Linked DNA regions of Mus musculus: region 2 is linked to region 1. Evidence: chromatin contacts called from public Hi-C data. All regions are on one chromosome and are shown on one strand. Each heading gives the region's core, a stretch centred on a gene start, on an enhancer-like site or on the middle of the called end of the contact. The rest is flanking DNA. Distances are from core to core; before and after follow the strand shown.

Evidence for each region. Hi-C and Micro-C count contacts between places; a contact is called where the count stands out from the background.
Region 2: a contact with region 1 is called in a Hi-C map of uterus, with 2.2 times the contacts expected there. The contact joins two enhancer-like sites. A contact is called at or near these places in 1 of 39 promoter capture datasets (hippocampal neurons), 7 of 484 Hi-C or Micro-C datasets (cerebral cortex, cortical neurons, nephron progenitors and 1 more) and 1 of 115 datasets of contacts at active chromatin or transcription factors (heart atrium).

Annotation. Positions count from the first base shown.
Region 1 is chr7:73,034,593-73,038,739 of GRCm38.p6, forward strand. No RefSeq gene overlaps it. Among named protein-coding and RNA genes, the nearest start is that of Gm6567, 65 kb to the right of the region's middle. Within about 2 kb of position 2,304, at least 34 of the 459 cell types and tissues checked have an H3K27ac peak or open chromatin away from gene starts, as enhancers often do. A contact at or near this core is called in uterus, where this site is marked.
Region 2 is chr7:73,325,230-73,329,071 of GRCm38.p6, forward strand. The region is part of intron 1 of A730056A06Rik (RIKEN cDNA A730056A06 gene); the gene reads right to left. Among named protein-coding and RNA genes, the nearest start is that of 4930429H19Rik, 17 kb to the left of the region's middle. Within about 2 kb of position 2,177, at least 36 of the 459 cell types and tissues checked have an H3K27ac peak or open chromatin away from gene starts, as enhancers often do. A contact at or near this core is called in uterus, where this site is marked.

The DNA of each region.
Region 1 (4,147 bases), core at 1,054-3,553:
CAAAACACACAACTGCAAGCCTGTATACAACAAACAGCTGTCTCACTCTGCTTGGAAAATGAAAAACCATAACAGTCCAGGTTGAGCCGAGCTATGAGTGGATGGATGGTGTTTCCCCCTGGGGTGGAGCAACACCAGGCATAGGTCTTATACCTTCATGCACATATTCACCGGCCTCTCGAAATAAAATAAAATGAAAATGAAAGCAAGCTCAATGTCTGAGGCTGTGTGATACCCCTGATACAGTTAATTGATAACTGTAACAAAAACAGTTGTGCAAGAGCTTTCAGGGAAGTTGTGAGAACAAATAGCATGTAAGGATGTAGCATGAATAAATGCATACTACAGGGTACTCTGGGGAGCAGGAGCCCAGCCCTAAACAACAGAATGCCCATGAGAGCTGCCTCTGCACTTTCTCCGACACACACCACATCTTCCCACCAGAGCTGGTACATCTCCTGTAACTGATACCCATGCCCCTATGAACACTGATGAATAATAGGTATCCTTCTGCATGTGTCAGAACTAATTCCAGGAGCATCCTCTTCCATGCCAATCTAGAGTCAACCTTTGAAGCCTGTTCATACAACTCTCTTTGAGAAGGAGAACAGATAAATTTCTTCCAAAGGGAATCACTAGGCAGTGAGAGGTGCCACCATCAATAGATGGGAAATTCAAGTGCACCTCCGGTGTGTGATGGTCCACCATTGTCTTGCATGCAAAATAATGGACTTCACAAAATTTGACACATTCCACTCCAAAATACTGCAGTTAGTTAATTAATCCATGTTTGGTAATCTTATCCATAAAACATCAACAGTGCCTCCTAGTCCATTAACCCCTTGAGTTTCTGGGAACTGCTTTGGAATTGGTCTTAAAAGTTTCAAGTCAGATTGTCTTTGCAACTGATTGGCAAATGACTGGGTCAGTTACATAAACTCAATATGACCCACAGAACTTACCAGCAAAGAGAGCTTAATTTCCCTGCCTCCTACATTTTGCTCTTGGAAGTATTTTAGAAACCATGGCAATTTATAATCACAAAAGGTGTTGTTAGCCAGGATCAAATAAAATAACAAATAAGGTCTTAACCCTCAAGTGCTTTTCCAAGTACTACATAATTGAGTGTACAGCTTGATCTCTTCCACACTCCAACCCTACCCCCACTTTTTTTGTATTTTCCATGATCAACCTTTAACCTCTTGGAGGCTTGGAGGTTGCCTCCTTGTGTAGTCAGTTGAAGAAGAAGCCGAGAGCCAGGGCAGCTGCAGCTGCCTTGTCCTGATCATAGTGACAAGGATGAACCTGAAGACCCAGCTGCTGAGGCCCAGTTGCCCAAGGCTAACTCAGTGTGGAAGGTAGAGTAGAGGAGTGAGGCCCACTTTATGTTACCTGAGGGACTTTTGAGGTTTAATTGCAACCGGTTTTCATGAGCCTCTGCTCTGAGCCAGAGCTCAGGCCAAGCCTCCTTCCATGAAAGCCAGATTGAACCTTTCTAGGTTAATGACACATGAGAGAGAACTTCACAGTCGTTTCTGATGACATTTCAGTTTCTAAGAGCAAGTCCATTCGTGACTCTGCCTCCTTCAGCCTTCCCGGCACTGTAAGGCACACAGCCTTCTCCTGACTGATCCCTGATGTATCTCGGGCTTAGCCACAAAGAGAGAAAACTTGCTGACCAGACATGGCTCTCATGCGCTCACCCTTTGACCCTGTTTTAAAACCTTGTGTGGGACACCTGCTGCATCTTAAGCCAATCCAAAGCACAGGAGATCTAAAGTCACCTCTGAAACTTTCCAAGGAGTCTAGAGTGGTTCCTTCACAAAAGGGAAGATGGGGAAGATGTACATGCTTAATTTAATAGGAGCATCTTGCCCTAAGTGTCATGAGAGAAAAAATGAAGGGAGGAAGGGGGGGAGGGAGGGGGGAGGAAAGAGGGAGGGAGGGAAGGAGGGAGGGAGGAAGGGAGGGAGGGAAGGAGGGAGGGAGGAAGGGAGGGAGGGAGGGAGGGAGGGGGGAGGGAGGGAAGAGAGAGAGAGAGAGAGAGAGAGACTAGAGAAGGAAAGACAACACACACAAACACATGAATCATTTGCAGGAGAAAACTAGAGCTTATTCTTATTTTGGGGCATCTCCCATAAGAACATTGCTTTATTTCGCCGACAGAGAGAAAAAGAGTGACATTTCGCTTCAGCTCCAGGCACAGAGGGGGCCAAAAGGCAAGCCCCACAGAAGAACATCTGGTTGGCAAACACCGAGGAACACAACACCTGCAAGCTCCTCATGTGTTTACGCAGTAACTGCTTGTCCATTATCCACACAAAATATGTTCTGGGGCTGGAAACCCGTACCCTGTGCCAACAAAGTCTGGAGCGATAACGCGGCCTGTTTATCTTGGAATTCCCTGTCCTTGCATGGGCGGGTCGCCCTCAGCCAAGCCGACTCTGGAACATTTTTGTGCCTAGCGCCTCCCTGCTGAAACTTCAACAAGCTTGGAACTGGAGACTGAGGAAAGGGCGTTGGAGAATGCAAGCATAAAGAACGACTGCTGGGCTGCGGGAGTCGTTTGTGCTATTATTTACTCGAGTGTGAAGATTTGCTGGCAGGGCTCTGTCATTTCTGAGCCTCTGGAAGTAGTTGCATGTATCAAAAAACATCACCAAAACAAGCCATCTGAACACCCACACTTACAGGAAACCTTACCCGGGAGACTCAGAATTCTTCTAAAAGAACAAGGCCTGCGGCTTGTGACTCTGCCCTTGGCAGCTGGGGTTGGGAGCCCCCGGCATAATTTATTGTGTCTCCCTTTGAAGCACTCTCTGCTACATAGGAAGCATCCACCCAAGAGACCTGTCTGGAAGCCGTGTGATGGCGACCAGGGCAGAAAAGTCCCCCCCATCAGTCAAAGCCCACACTTGAGGGTTGGGGTCAAGCCCTACACCAACCCTAGCACCACCCTGAGTCAAAATTACTGCTACGGTGAACGCTATTGGCTTGGGAAACAGTGAAAGCCTAGAACGTGGAAGTGAGAAGAGAGGTGTGGGGAAAACAGTCGAATTCCTAGGTATTGGAGTTACAGATCTGTGGGTCTTTTCCTCACAACTCAAAGCTCCTCAGCTTTTAGCCTAGAAAAAGACGGGGAGCTTCCAGGGTCAAGTTGCTTAGCCACGTGGTTTCCCCTCAGGTCTGGCTGGCTGCTCCCTGCTATACCTTAAGGCTTATCATAACTGAAGGACAAGGTACACGCATCGTCGGTCCCCTGCCCATGTGCTCAGCAGGTCCGGTGTGTGTTGGATTGCCTCTCTCTGTCAAAGGCCTTGTGCCTGGTCCATAGAATAAAGTTAAGGAGTCACAAAGTGTGATGCCCAGGAGTCGAAGGAGCTGGGACCCGTGTTGCTTTGAAACTGTGTCTAAACCATTATCCTTATACAGAATTAGACACTACTCTCATACCGAATTACACATTTCCAAGCATGCAGCTCTTCCTCCTCTTGCCTTGTCCTGGGTATGTTAACCCCATTCCCCTTTGACCTGCTCCTCGCTGTATGTCTGAAGACAGGTTTTTGTTCATTAGACATCCTGATTTGTATTTGATCTTTTATGTTTCCTGACTTCTGTGTATAACACACTCAGCTGCATCCAGACGCATCCCATCTAACAAGCAATCTCTAAGGCTCAGCACCTTTATTGTTATTTAATGCTTGGTCCTCTGAAGAGACCATGTCCCAGTAGAATGGCCCAGTGGAGATGAAAACCAGGTAAACCCAGGAAGAGTCACATGATCTCTTTTAAAGACAATATTCACAAAGTACTTCCTATCTCTCAAATTTGTAGTCATTTATTTAAAATTTGCTTATCCCCAGATGCCCTGCCTAGCAACAGCATCAGCCTGACTCTATGCAACAGCAGGGTATGTGAGCCTAGGTTCAGTAATGGTTATGTATTTATGGTGCTTCAGAAACCAGAAACCTTGAACCAGCCCAGCAGTTTATTGCAATGAATATTTGCATGTAAATCTGCTTGAGGGTATATATATATATATATATATATACATATATATATATATATATATAGAGAGAGAGAGAGAGAGAGACTGCAGTTTCTGATGGCATTTCAACAAATGAGTATGTGATGGAAAGATGAAAGA
Region 2 (3,842 bases), core at 927-3,426, 290 kb after region 1:
TCTGGTCTCAAATTCCTGAGCTCGGATGCTGCTCCCACTTCCTGAGCGCTAGGACCACTGTGTAGCTCTGCCAGTCTGTAGATGGGTGGGCAGGTTGTCTAAACTATCAGTTTCACTTGGGGAGTGTAGACAGGGCATTCCAGTATTACTCTATGAGAAGAGGAGGTGGATCCGGTAAGGCTGACCGTCACTAGACTGTCTTTCTGGCCAGGATCGCCCACCCCCACCCCCACCCGCCATCACACAGATATCCTCTCCAGGGCACAGATGAGTAGCGCCCTGCCCTGCAGCTTAACAGGAATGTTATAAAAAGAACTGAGATGGCCAACATGCTCTTTAAGGGACTCTCTGTGCTAGAATTCTTGGAAACTATCTTCTCCTATTAGGTCTTTTTTAAAAGAGAGGACAGAGGTGCTGAAAAGTCAGGCTCGAATGCCAACTCGGTTCTCCTGATGCCTCACCTCCTGGTCTGGCCACTGTCAGCCACAGCTACCACCCCAGAACCTGGTCCCGGCGACATGAGCAGCATATCAACAACCTCACCCCACCCCCCCCACCCCTGGCCCAGGGATGGGTCCCTCTCTCAGTCATCCACAACCCTCTATGGATGCCAACATACTCAACATTCACCAGTATAAGCCCAGTACACAGTCCATGCCATCTAGGAGACAGTAGTAGCTGGCAGACAGAGAAATCTATGCTCAACCAGCTTTGACTCTGGGCTGATGACTAATCAGCTTCTGGGGGGGGGGGGGGCACGGCATCTTTTTTCTTGTTTAAAAAAGGCTTCAAGCGGGGCAGTGGTGGCCCACGCCTTTAATCCCAGCACTTGGGAGGCAGAGGCAGGCGGATTTCTGAGTACGAGGCCAGCCTGGTCTACAGAGTAAGTTCCAGGACAGTCAGGGCTACACAGAGAAACCCTGTCTCAAAAAACTAAAAAAAAAAAAAAAGGCTTCAAAAAGAGAGAACATTTTTAAATATTGAAAGAGCATTGTTACATAACTAACTGGTGACAAAAAGTGCCACTTCCCCTGCAGTCAAAGACCAAGCTTGACAAGACTCTTTCTACCGCCGTGTTTTTTCAGCTGTATCAAACTGTCTTGTCTGGTCCACCCACGAACGGAGCCTGCTCCGGAGCCCCTTGGGCTTCTCAGGCAATGAGCGAACTGGAGGTTTGGGACGCTGCTGACTTTGACTGCAATGAGTTTTGACGTGCTAAAGTCTGAGACAAATTTGGAATAGGAAAGCCTTCCCTCAGGCTCCTCCCAGGCCAAGACACAGAGCATCAGAAACACATGTTTTCATCTGAGCCTCCACGCAGCGGAAAGTGAAGATGGGCCGAAGTCCCAAAGACGGAAGTGGGGAAGGAGAAAGGTTCCAGGCGCTGTTAGGATGAGGACGCACAAGGTAGCCGCGGTCATGAGAAGAAAGATCCAAAGTTAATCAATAGAACCAGGGACAATACTGTTAAAAAGAAAAGGCGAGCCCCATAGCTTTTCAGGGTAAGGAGGCGAGCCCTCCTTCGGGCTCCACTGCAGGCCTTGGGCAGGAGCCTTTGGAAGGTACAGCTTGCGGATCGCCTGGGAGCCCGTTAGAAGTCAACATTTTCGAAATTCTATACGCTTATCGCGTGGGTAAAGTGTGAATGATTTATACCTAAAGTCAGCCTGGTGTATCCATCCATCTCTCCCTGCACTAACCGCCTTCACAGCATCTGTCTTACTAGAGCCATGTGCACACTATATGACCTGACTTAAGATGCATGCTCTGTAAGAAAAATACTTAACCCAAAACTCTTAGAATTGTTATTTAAATTTTGCCCCAAATATCCCATTTTTGGCTGCCTCCTCCTCTTCTTCTTCTTCCCTCCTCCTCCTTTAACAGAAGCAATTTTTAACTGAAGCCACAATTTCTAATTTTTGCTAGAGAGTTATTGACTAATTTGTGAGTCAAAAAGCTGGGTTTAGCCAGTTCCTGCTTTAGTGGAATGTGCCGTCCCCATCTTTCTGCAAATTACAAACACAGGGCTGTTGTCCATCGTAAACTCCTGGCTCAAGAAATCCAACTTTTCATCATAAATTCTGAGAGAAAAAGCTCGCCTGGGTGTCTCCTTCGCCTCAGCCTGTGTTCCCAGACAACTCACAGGCAACCCAGCCTATGGACGTCTCCCCAAAGGCTAACACTGCAGCTCTGCCAACAGCTGCAAGCTATAAATAGGACAGCTTGGGACAGTCGAAGGGGAGGGTCAAGAAACAAAATCTAATAAGTATTCAGATGCAATGGCCAAGAAAGCAGGGATGAAGAAGAAGAGAACTGGTGGAGAGCTGCAAACCGAAGGAACAGTCCACAGAAACGATGAGGAGCAGCTCAGCTGAGGGAAACTGAGGAAACCCATCAACCCAAGAACGACAGCTCCTTGATTAGAGTGGCTTTTTAAAATCTAGTTTTTGAGAATGTCATGCATGAATAGAATACGTTTTGATCAAGCCCATCCCATCTCCTCTTCCAACTCTTCCTTTACTGTCCCCACCCCTCACTGGTCCCTCCAGCATTGTATACTCTTTTTTAAACCCATTGAGTCTCCTTGCTACTGCCATCATGAGCATGGGTGTAGGGCCACTCACTGGAAGTCGGCCAGTCTATCGGTGTCCCAGCCAAAGAAAACTGACTCTCCTTCCTCAGTAGCTACCAATTCTCAACAGCTCCTCAGCGAGAGGCATGCCCCCAGCTATGCCCTACATTTGGCTGGCTTGATATTGTGCAGATCTTACCACGCTATTGTGCCTTTGGGTGGTGGGGAGGATGGGGACAAAGTCAAGCATCCAGATCCAGTGGCTCATTTGGGGCAAACACATAGGCAGCCTGAGTCTTTAGGGCAGTGACTTTCGCTAAACATGCTGTGTACCCCAAGTAGAGCATGGTTCTGCAAGGACAGCGCAGCAGCTTCACTATATCTTCAGTGTCACTTTCCCTAGCACACTGCATGTGCTTCCTTCCCCCTCACCATGGGGGGCTACAGCTCTGTTTCTTGTGGAAATAGTCCAGCAGTTCTCAACCTGTGGGTCACGACCCCTCTGGGGGTTGCCTATCAGGTATTTACATTAGGATTCATATCAGCAGCAAAATTACAGTCAGGAAGTAGCAATGAAATCATTTTCTGGTTGAAGTCACCGTAATGTGAAGAACTGTGTACTAAAAGATGGCTTTTAGCATTGGGAAGGTTGAGAACCACTGCCCTAGTCTGTTCGAGCAGCTATAACAAAACACCATCCACCAAGGGACTTAAAAACAACAGGAATGACCTACTTAAGGCTCTGAAGGCTTAGAAGCTGCAGATCAGGGCACCAGCAGAGTGGGTGCCCGATGAAGGCTTCCTTGTTCCTAGATGGTAGGGAGGGGCAAGGAACCTCTCTGGGGCCTCTTTTAGAGGTGTCGATCCTTTGTTCCTGGCTCTATACTCATGACCCAGTCACCTCCCTCGTGCCTAATTCTGTCACTTAAGGAATTAGTTTTAACATGTGAATTTGGCGAGTTCACAAGTATTCAGACCTCAGTACAACCTGAACACTGTCTTTATGTTAGTCTCTGTCAGGGCTCTATCCCCGGCACCTCCAGTGTTGCCTGGCCAGCTGATGTTTATGGATGAATGGATTGCTCCCTCAGGAAGACACATACAATTTAGAGAAGCCCCACTTAGGAGACTTTCTTTTTATATACATTCACAATTTATGACTTCTTTGTTTAGCCATGATGTCAGATGTTCCAACTAGAAGTATCTTCGGCTTGGGAATTATGAGTAAGCTGTTCCTTTGTAAAACAGCTGGGCTGCAAAGGGCAAGATG